2 separate regions of the Pan troglodytes genome follow, and region 2 is linked to region 1. A link is a contact called in public HiChIP or PLAC-seq data. All regions are on one chromosome and are shown on one strand. The core of a region is the stretch at or near the end of the contact, and the rest is flanking DNA. Distances in the headings are between cores, read along the strand shown.

Evidence for each region. HiChIP or PLAC-seq counts read pairs in DNA pulled down with a chosen protein or histone mark.
Region 2: an H3K4me3 HiChIP or PLAC-seq map of stem cell-derived excitatory neurons shows a contact between it and region 1, with 2.2 times the contacts expected there. The contact joins the promoter of NSFL1C here to the promoter of SDCBP2 in region 1. A contact is called at or near these places in 1 of 7 Hi-C or Micro-C datasets (stem cell-derived neural progenitor cells) and 1 of 1 datasets of contacts at active chromatin or transcription factors (stem cell-derived excitatory neurons).

What each region holds. Positions count from the first base shown.
Region 1 is chr21:7,999,748-8,003,928 of NHGRI_mPanTro3-v2.0_pri, reverse strand. SDCBP2 (syndecan binding protein 2) reads left to right here and starts at 1,597. Exons shown (of 8, transcript NM_001280008.1): 1 at 1,597-1,766. LOC104003489 (a long non-coding RNA gene) reads right to left here and starts at 2,029. Exons shown (of 5, transcript XR_001712066.4): 1 at 1,825-2,029.
Region 2 is chr21:8,141,016-8,145,394 of NHGRI_mPanTro3-v2.0_pri, reverse strand. It overlaps NSFL1C (NSFL1 cofactor), which reads left to right and starts at 1,750. Exons shown (of 9, transcript XM_001154255.8): 1 at 1,750-2,062; 2 at 4,355-4,379. The coding sequence starts at 1,958.

The DNA.
Region 1 (4,181 bases), core at 348-2,847:
TCCATCACTTCAGCTCTTTGGAACAAAGTGTTCCAAAGAGTGTTCTCACTCTAAGTTCAAAGATGGGGGCTGAAGTCCCCTTGTCAGCCCTGCTGATCTCCGAAGCCCAACTATTGGTTTGTTGTGGGTGTTGTTATTGCTTATATCAAAAAGTACAGAAGCTCAGGGATGGAAATCTGGAAAGGGCTGTGGGAGAGGAAAATTCCTCTGAGAGAGAGGGGTTAGGTGGGTTCTTTTCCTTTCGGAGGAACCAATTACTTGTGGGAAGCCATCAGCACAGAACTGAGCAAACTTCCACAGTCAGATTATAGGGGCCAGGCAGCCTTTCAACCTAACTCGTTAGGGCCATGGTTTCTCTCCTTTTCCAGGCCCAGGTTATTCTTCGAAAGACTTTCTACTTATTGACTGCAAACACAGACAGGCATGGGAAGAAAGACTGTATATTTAGGATATCAGGCTTTCTCTTCTCTCTGTGCCTGCTTTTCCACTCCTTTCAGAAATAGTAATGGGATGCCTGTTGTGTGCCAGGCACTGTGCTCAGCACTGGGGGTTAACAAATGAGTGACATTTCCTGACCAGTGAGGGAGATGAGCAAACAAACACAGCACAGTGGAAATCCAACCTAGGAAATGCAGAAGGCCTTGCTCATAGTAGGTGATTAATAAACACTTGTGGAATATATGATGAAGAGGCAAATACAAGAAATGCTGTCGTCTAGAGCAGGGAGGCTTGCCAATCTCCATGGGTACATGTGGGGGAAAGCTTTAAATTGGAGGAAAAAGAGTTCACAACGAGGAAAAGAGAGAAGGCATGAATGACTCTTAAGACAGAGGGAATAGCACCTGCAAAAGCATGGAGGCATGAACTAGCAGGCTGACTTTTAGAACTCAACCTAAAGTAGTCTGGAATAAATGAACTTCATGATAAGTGTGGAGAAGAATGAGATGGTGAGAATAGAAACATTACCAGAAGTCAGGTCACAGAGATTTGAGGGCAAGAAGTAGGTATGGCTTCAGAAGGGAAAGGGAGGAGCTGAGGATAACTCCCAGATTTCTGACATAGCCCATGGGTGGATTTAGTGAGACTGCTGGGGAGGCGCGGCACAGCTGGGGAAAATCACGAGTCCAGTTTGGATAATCTGCGAGGTAAACGGGATCCAGAAGGCAACTGGACTCTCAGGCCTGGGCCTCCCTGTCCCTGGAATAGCACACTCTCTTCCCACTTGAACATCCATCCTACACGGCCCTGTCAGGGTCTTCTTCCTTCCTCCAGGAGACCTTCCTGATTGCCCTAGCCTTCCTCCTATACGCCAGATCCAACTGCCTGAGTCCCTCATAACAGGCTTTCGGTCTGATTTTGCTGTGGGAATTGATGTGCCCGGCCAAGCCAAGAACCCTTCCCTAGGCAGCAGAAGCCCAGTCACTCAGTCACTGGTGGGTGGGACGCCGGGTGAATCTGCGTAGGGTGGGGCGGGGCATTTTTAGCTCAACACTGGGTCAGAAGTCACGGCCAGACAAGAAACGGGTGAGAAAGGGGGGAGGAAGGGTGACGTCACAATTGGTAGGAAATACCTTGGGACTTGACGCTTTCGAAACCAAAGGGAGAGCAAAAGCAGCCGGGAGCGCGCGGGCCGACCTGGTTCTCCTCCCTTCCCACGGCTGCCTTAGTACAGAATCTTATAAGTCCTCCTCCTTCGGAGGCTACAAATGGTGTTCCGAGGCCAGGGGAGTTTAAAGCTCGATTTCACCCGCGCAGCCTCCAATCCGGTAAAGAGGGGCCGCGGAGCCCGACCAAGTCTTCCTATCCCTTACTCTGCTGCTTTACCTGATCTATTTTTGTGGATGCCGGCGCCAGCTACGGGCGCCCGGAGAAAGCACGAGGCCGGGTGGACTCTGGTAACGCAAGCAGCAAGGAGGCCGCCATTTTCCACTCTGCAGCCGCTAGGGATCGTGGGAGTCACCCCTCACCGCGCCCGGGCCTGGGTGGGCGAAACGCATGCGCTCTAGAAGTTGCTGGGTCGCTTGGCGGTGTTTCTGCGCAGGCGCCGTAGCCCATAGCAACCGCCGTAACCCATAGCAACCGCCGTAACCTGTAGCAACCGGAAGATGTCGCTTCCGGCTGGTTTGGGGCTAAGAAAGGGGTTATAGTCATTTCGAGATCATGGAACGATGTGACAGATGGGAAACTGAGGCTGGGGTGGAGGCAGGCCCTAGGGACCGTTGCGTTGGACCTCGCTCCTGTGGCGCGGTGGATGGAGTTTGTGGCTTGTGGCTCCTATTTCCCAAAGCAGGAAATTGAGGCAGAGGGAAGGGACAGGTTCGTCCTGAGGCTGCAGCCCAGGTGATGGTTCCCCGGGTAAAAAAATCAATATGATGCCCTTTCTTTATAAGGAGAAGGCAGGGAAATGAAAGTAATTTCTAATAAAAGTATATGCATTTCACTTTGTAAAAGCTGAGGCTGGCTTACACCCGATCATGCTTGTACCCAACTTAGGAATCAGCTTAGGTTTACTAGAAGACAATATTCAGCTGAATTTTGCCAACAGTTTATATCTGACGTCTTGGGTCAAAGGCTAAATATATTTATATAAAAGCGCGGAGTCACTGTAACAGCTACACATGTACACAGACGTGGGCATGCTGTTCGGGTGACTCACCCGTGGTGAGCAGGGTGGGCAGCGATTTTCCAGAATGGTGATCAAAGTGTAACTCCCCACAACCAACCTGATATATGCATTTCCAGACAATCTAGTGTGTACTAAAACTAGGGAAAAATTCATTGTGATTGTATGTACAACCAATTATAACGGATTTTTGGCTTACTTGAAAGTTTGGCAGGATATCTGAAAGTTGTGCGGGACAGGACCATTTGTTATGGTGACTGTAATGGACTGTCCCATCCATTACAGGAGTTTCATATCCCTGCCACCCCCCCCCCAGACAGGGATATGACTGTCCCCTCAGTCTCGTGACACCCAAAAATGCCCACATAAATTTCCAATCTGTTCCTTGGAAAACCACTGATTTATTCAGTCAAATAATTTTTGCTAGCATATGTGTGCTGGGCAGTGCCGTGGCGGGGAAGGATCGTGTGTGAACGGGACAGAGCTCCTGCCCTTATGAGTGAGGTCCAGTGTAAGAAAATAGCCAGATATTAATCACATAATTTGATAAATAGCTTGGCAACAGGGGCAGTACAGGTCAGGGGTGGAATACACGGGAAGACCTAGCCAGGCAGCCTGGGTATCATGCAGTCTGGAAAAGCCAAGCAGAGAAGTAGCATCTGAACTGAGCCTCGAAGGAGCATCACACCAAGGAGGATGATGTGCACAGCAGAGGGACCAGCATGTCTGGCACACAGTGGACACTCAAATGTTTTGAATGATTGAACGAAACACAGCATGTTCGCTGGCAGGGAACCATTCCCCATTATATTGTGAGCTGCTACAAGGCAGGGGATACAGTATGCCTTTCCTATCCCCAGGTTTCACATCCATGGATCCAACCAACTGTAGACAGAAAATATTTAAAAAATAAAAATTAAAAAAAACAACAAAAATTCAAATAAAAATAAAGTATAACTTTGTTTAGCATTTACATTGCATTAGGTATTGTAAGTAATCTAGAGATGATTTAAAGTATACAGAAGAATGTGCATAAGTTATATGCAAATATTATGCCACTTTATGTAAGGGACATAAGCATCTGTGGATGTTGGTATCCGAGGGATGGGGAGTGAGGGGCATTGTCCTGGAACCTAGCCCAAGGAACGACTGTACCTGTTTTCTCACTTCCCCACATCCCAGCACTAAGATGGGATCCAGAGAAGGTGGCAGTGGTGAAAGGATCTCAGACACAGAAAAAGTGTTATGTGATCTGGCCCGGGAGTGATTTCCAGGAAATGGATCTCTGACTCCCTGCTCTCCCAGGGGACAGCTGACAAAAATATAAGTGCTCTACTGGTTAAATGTTAGGAAAATCAGGGCAGGAGTGGCTGCTTCTTTTCGCATCTGCTGTTCATGCGTGGTCCTGGTGGCAGGTCACGTTTTGGCAGATGATAGCTGCTGAGGACTGTCCCAAGATTAAAAATCTCATAGTGTGTGTACACAGTGGGGAAGGCTATAAGCAAAGGGGTCTCTTCCCCCACGTGGTCTAAAGGAAGTCAGAGCCAGACTCCCTCCC
Region 2 (4,379 bases), core at 501-3,000, 140 kb before region 1:
CTCCAATACCAGCCAGGGAACTGGACCATGAGGAGCTGATCGCCTGCAGATCTTTAAGCTGGGGTTAGTCGTTGTCAGTTTCCAGGGTAGAAAGACCTTACTGGTTGCCAATCGTGAGGTCCAGAGTGAGCCTCTAGCTTCTTGGACTTCCTGGAAAGTTGGGGTGCATTTCGAGTTGACACAATGATGAAAGGGGTAAGGCCTAGGGACCGGGGCTGGTCCTGGGCGGCCTTGCAATAGAAAGGAGAGTCTCACACCACAAAGAAAGGACCCTCCTCCCATGCCTCCTGCCAGGGCCTATTGTGGCTGCAACCATGCTCCTAATAACCTAACCCAAGCCCTAACTCGTTTGTCATATAAACTTAAAGGATTTCTTGCACAGTGTTAATAAGACAGCAAATTTTCCAGGAAAGCAACTACTGTGTCAATTGAGGGAAGACTGGACTTTGTGCTGTTCATAACCTGATTAAGAGGGGTTTTGACTAAGCCTGGGCACCTTCTCAAGGTCTCCTTGAGAAAGGGACACCTGAACTGAGAGCTGAAGAATGAGCAGGGGCCGACAGAGGAAGAGGAAGGGAAGAGTGTCCCACGGTGGTGTTGGAAATTAAAGCTCGAAGTCGCAAGGAAAACCAGCACTCAAATAAAAGATTTCTCAGCAAAGCCAATTTACTTCTGCAGAAGGGTGCCACTCGCACATCTGGTCTTCAGGAAAGCACACCGAACAAAAGAGAGAAGGGGTTTTTATCCCTAATGCGGTTAGTCTCTGCTTCTGTGTCCTGTTCCCATTGGCTGGGGCTGGACGGCACAATCTAAGCTAATCCCGATTGGCTAGTTCAAATGGAGCAGAAATGTGGGCTACAGTGGTAGGGCAAGCGGTTTCGGCAGGAAGAAGAGTTTCCGCGGGAATGGCAATTGTAGCGAGGGTATCCAAGGGAACAGATGTGAGTTATAGATTAGGACCGGCGGGAAGGTTGTTCCCTTCTTAACTAGGGGTAAGGAGGTACAAAGAACAAGGAAGTTAGGCTTTGAAAATAGAGAACAAACAACAAGTGAGCTGAACAAGTAAGTTCCTCTTTGGAGAGGAACTTACTGTACCTCTTGCAAGAGGCAAGAGGGCAAAGAAGCTGAGGACCCAGAAGACAGGATTGTGCCTAAGAAAGTGGCCTTGGAGCAGAGGCCCAAAGAAAGCGGGGAGAGCGCCTTGCCCATTGGTAAGGGAAAGGTGCTCCAGGCACAGAAGCAGCTAATGCAACGGCCCTGAGGCAAATGCAAGATAACTGGCAAGTTCCAGGAACAGCAAGGAGGGCAAGGCGCCTGGAGCAGAGGAAGCTAGCGGATCCCTAGATGAGATGGAGGAACTGGCCCATCTCTCATGGGTCCTGCAGGCAGGCCATGAGACTGTCTTTTATGCGGGGCGAGATAACGAGGCATGGACGTGTTGTGAGCGGAGGCCTAGCCTGTTCAAGGTCTGAATTTTTACCCCTAGAATGTAAGAAGCATGGGAGCAGGGACTTTGTTTTGCTCCCTGCCATATCCACAGCCCTAGAAAAACATCAGGCCATTGATAGCTCTCAGTAAATGCTTGACAAGTAAGTGAATGAACGAATGCACAATTAATGAAATGAGGGCTGCGTCAATGAATAACTGGGAATCTGACTCCTGCAGGGATCCTTCAGCCCACAGGTGTATGTAAGACCCGCCCCGCCTCTCATCCTTCGGGCTCCCACCCCCGCCGTTAGGCTGCGGTTCGCGCCGTAGTCGCCAGAGGGCGCGGAGCGGCAGGGTTTCCCGCACGGAGGGCTTTGCGTGAGGCACCGCGTGGGGCGGGGCTGCGGGCGGGCTCCCAGCTGCTGGGCCCTCATCGGCTGGGCCTCGTCGACCGGCAAGCGGAACGCGGCAGCGGGGCTGGGCCTGTGCGGCGGTCGCCGGAGCGCTTTGGAAGGCGCACGGGGCGAAGATGGCGGCGGAGCGACAGGAGGCGCTGAGGGAGTTCGTGGCGGTGACGGGCGCCGAGGAGGACCGGGCCCGCTTCTTTCTCGAGTCGGCCGGCTGGGACTTGCAGGTAGCGCCGCGAGGCGGGCTGTGTCGGGTGGGCCGGGGACTGCTGGGAGCGGGCGCATGGTGCCTTAAGCCCGCGGCGGCCGAAGCGCACAGTCATCCCCGCTCTACCGCGGCCCGACCCAGGCCTCATGGTCCCGGGACCGCTTGTCACGCGTCGCCTGCTCGGCTTGGGAGTGGGGGAACGCGGGCCAGCCCCAGCCAGTTCTGCCGTGCCAGTTTCACTCTGCCTCGCCCGCTTGCGGCGTCAGCGAGACTTCGGGCACTGCAGCAGCCGGCGAGGAGAGGGAGCGCCTGGGGGCGTGGCTGCCGCGCCGAGTATCTGCTGGAGGCCAGGCTGGTCCGAGTGAGCAGCTCTTGGGTGAAGCCCCACTCGGGACTAGGTGGCCGCTCATTTCCACTTCCGAAGTCCAGCCCGGGAGCTGACCCCCGCCCAGCCTTCCTCATTGCTGGGAGAATACCTCTGGGGTGGTGGCGCAAGGTTGGAGCTTCTTCACCTTGCGTAGTTAACTTATCTGTAAAATGGGAGTCTCGTGGAAATCGCTGTGTAGTTCATTGGCACGTACTGAGTATTCACTAAATACTTGCTAAGAAGACTTAAGCTTCACGAGGCAGGGATTTTTGTACACTGCTGAATTCCCAGTGCCTAGAACAATGCCTGGCACATAATAAGCACTCGGTAATTAACTGTAGAAAGAATTGCATAAATATTCTTGGCCAGCCTCGTCTTAGGTAGATGATGACGGTGATGACTAATATTTATTGAGTACCTACCATGAGCCAAGCGCTGTTCTGACTGCTTTACATGTCTTTTGTCATTTAACCTTCGCATTTTGCAGCTGAGATTAAAGAGGTTAAGTAACTTGCTCAAGGCCTCACTAGCTACCAGGCAGAAGAGGTAGAAGTGGAACTCAGTTCTGTCTGGTTGCAAGCAGGCAGAGCCCAAGCTTTAAACCACCATGTGCCAAGCACTTTACATAATATGATTCGTTTAATCCTAGCAACACTATGAGGTAAAGACTAGACCCATTTTATGGATGAGGAATTGGAAGCACAGAGGGCAAAGAATTTGCTCAGGGTCACATAGCCAGTAAGTAGCGGGGTTGGAATTTGAACTGAGTCTGCTGCCAAACGTAAATTACTCCCCAAACATAAGAATTCGGTAAAGCATCACACCTAGATCACACCTAGACACAATGGGAAGCCCCTATGCTGGGCAGAAATAAAAAGTTTCTACCTGAAAGACCTAAAAGCACACAGTGTTGTGACCGACAGATCTTCTGTCTCGTTCCCCTCACATTGTAGTGGGGAAACTGAGGCTCATGCATGTGACTTGCCTGGCAGGAACAGGACTTGAATGTAGGCTCCCTGAGAATGCCAGTTCACTACATGTCCTGAGACAGCACACTGCCTCCCAGCAGATTACTTTTATCCCATGACAGCTCACTGTCTCCTGTGAAGTTGGTGACCCTGAGGACAGAGGCCATGTCTATTTCATCTCTGTGACCTCAATGCTTTCTTGTGTTTGTGCAAAGCAAGTGATTAGTAAATGCCTGTCCGTTGAGTTGGTGACAGAGATGTCACAAGTGACCAAAGGATTCCCATATTCCTTCTGTATGTGTAGACCTAAGATGCGAGTATGCATAAATCTTAATGGATTATCTCATCCAGTGTGCAGGTTGGTGAGACAGGTACCCCCATTTCACAGATTAGGAAACAACTTGAAAGAAAGGAAAAGTAGCAACCTGGACTGACTCCACAGTTCCTGACTCCGGGCTGTACTGGAAGCGCTTAAGAGTAGGGGCCTGAGTACACTAGCAGGGATGGAACCTGGCTCCACTCTTTACCAGTTGTGTAAACTTGAACAAATTTTTTTTAGTCCTCAGTGCTTCTGTATCAACTATAAAATGAGATGATAAGAGTACTAATAGCATAGAGTTCTTGAGGATTAAACAAATTAACATATGTAGAATGCTCAGAACAACCTGGCATGTAAATGCTCACTAAATGTGTGCTACTTTTACTAGATCACGTTTCTTCATAAAATGAGAATAAAGAGTGTCTTCCACCCCAGCCATTCTTACTGCCTTCTTTTCACCTTAGTGGGTGGAATTTGTTTCAGTTGACACGAAGACTAACAGCTGAGCTGTTAACCTTCTGGTCTAATTTTCTTTGGCCCATGGATGCAAGCTACCTTGTAAGTGTTGGCCATGTCTGTATTCCTTTGTGCTCAAAGGAGATATGCATTAGGTGAAGGCCTGTTTAAGGGTCCCAAGGTACTACCTCTCTGTTTCAGATCGCGCTAGCGAGCTTTTATGAGG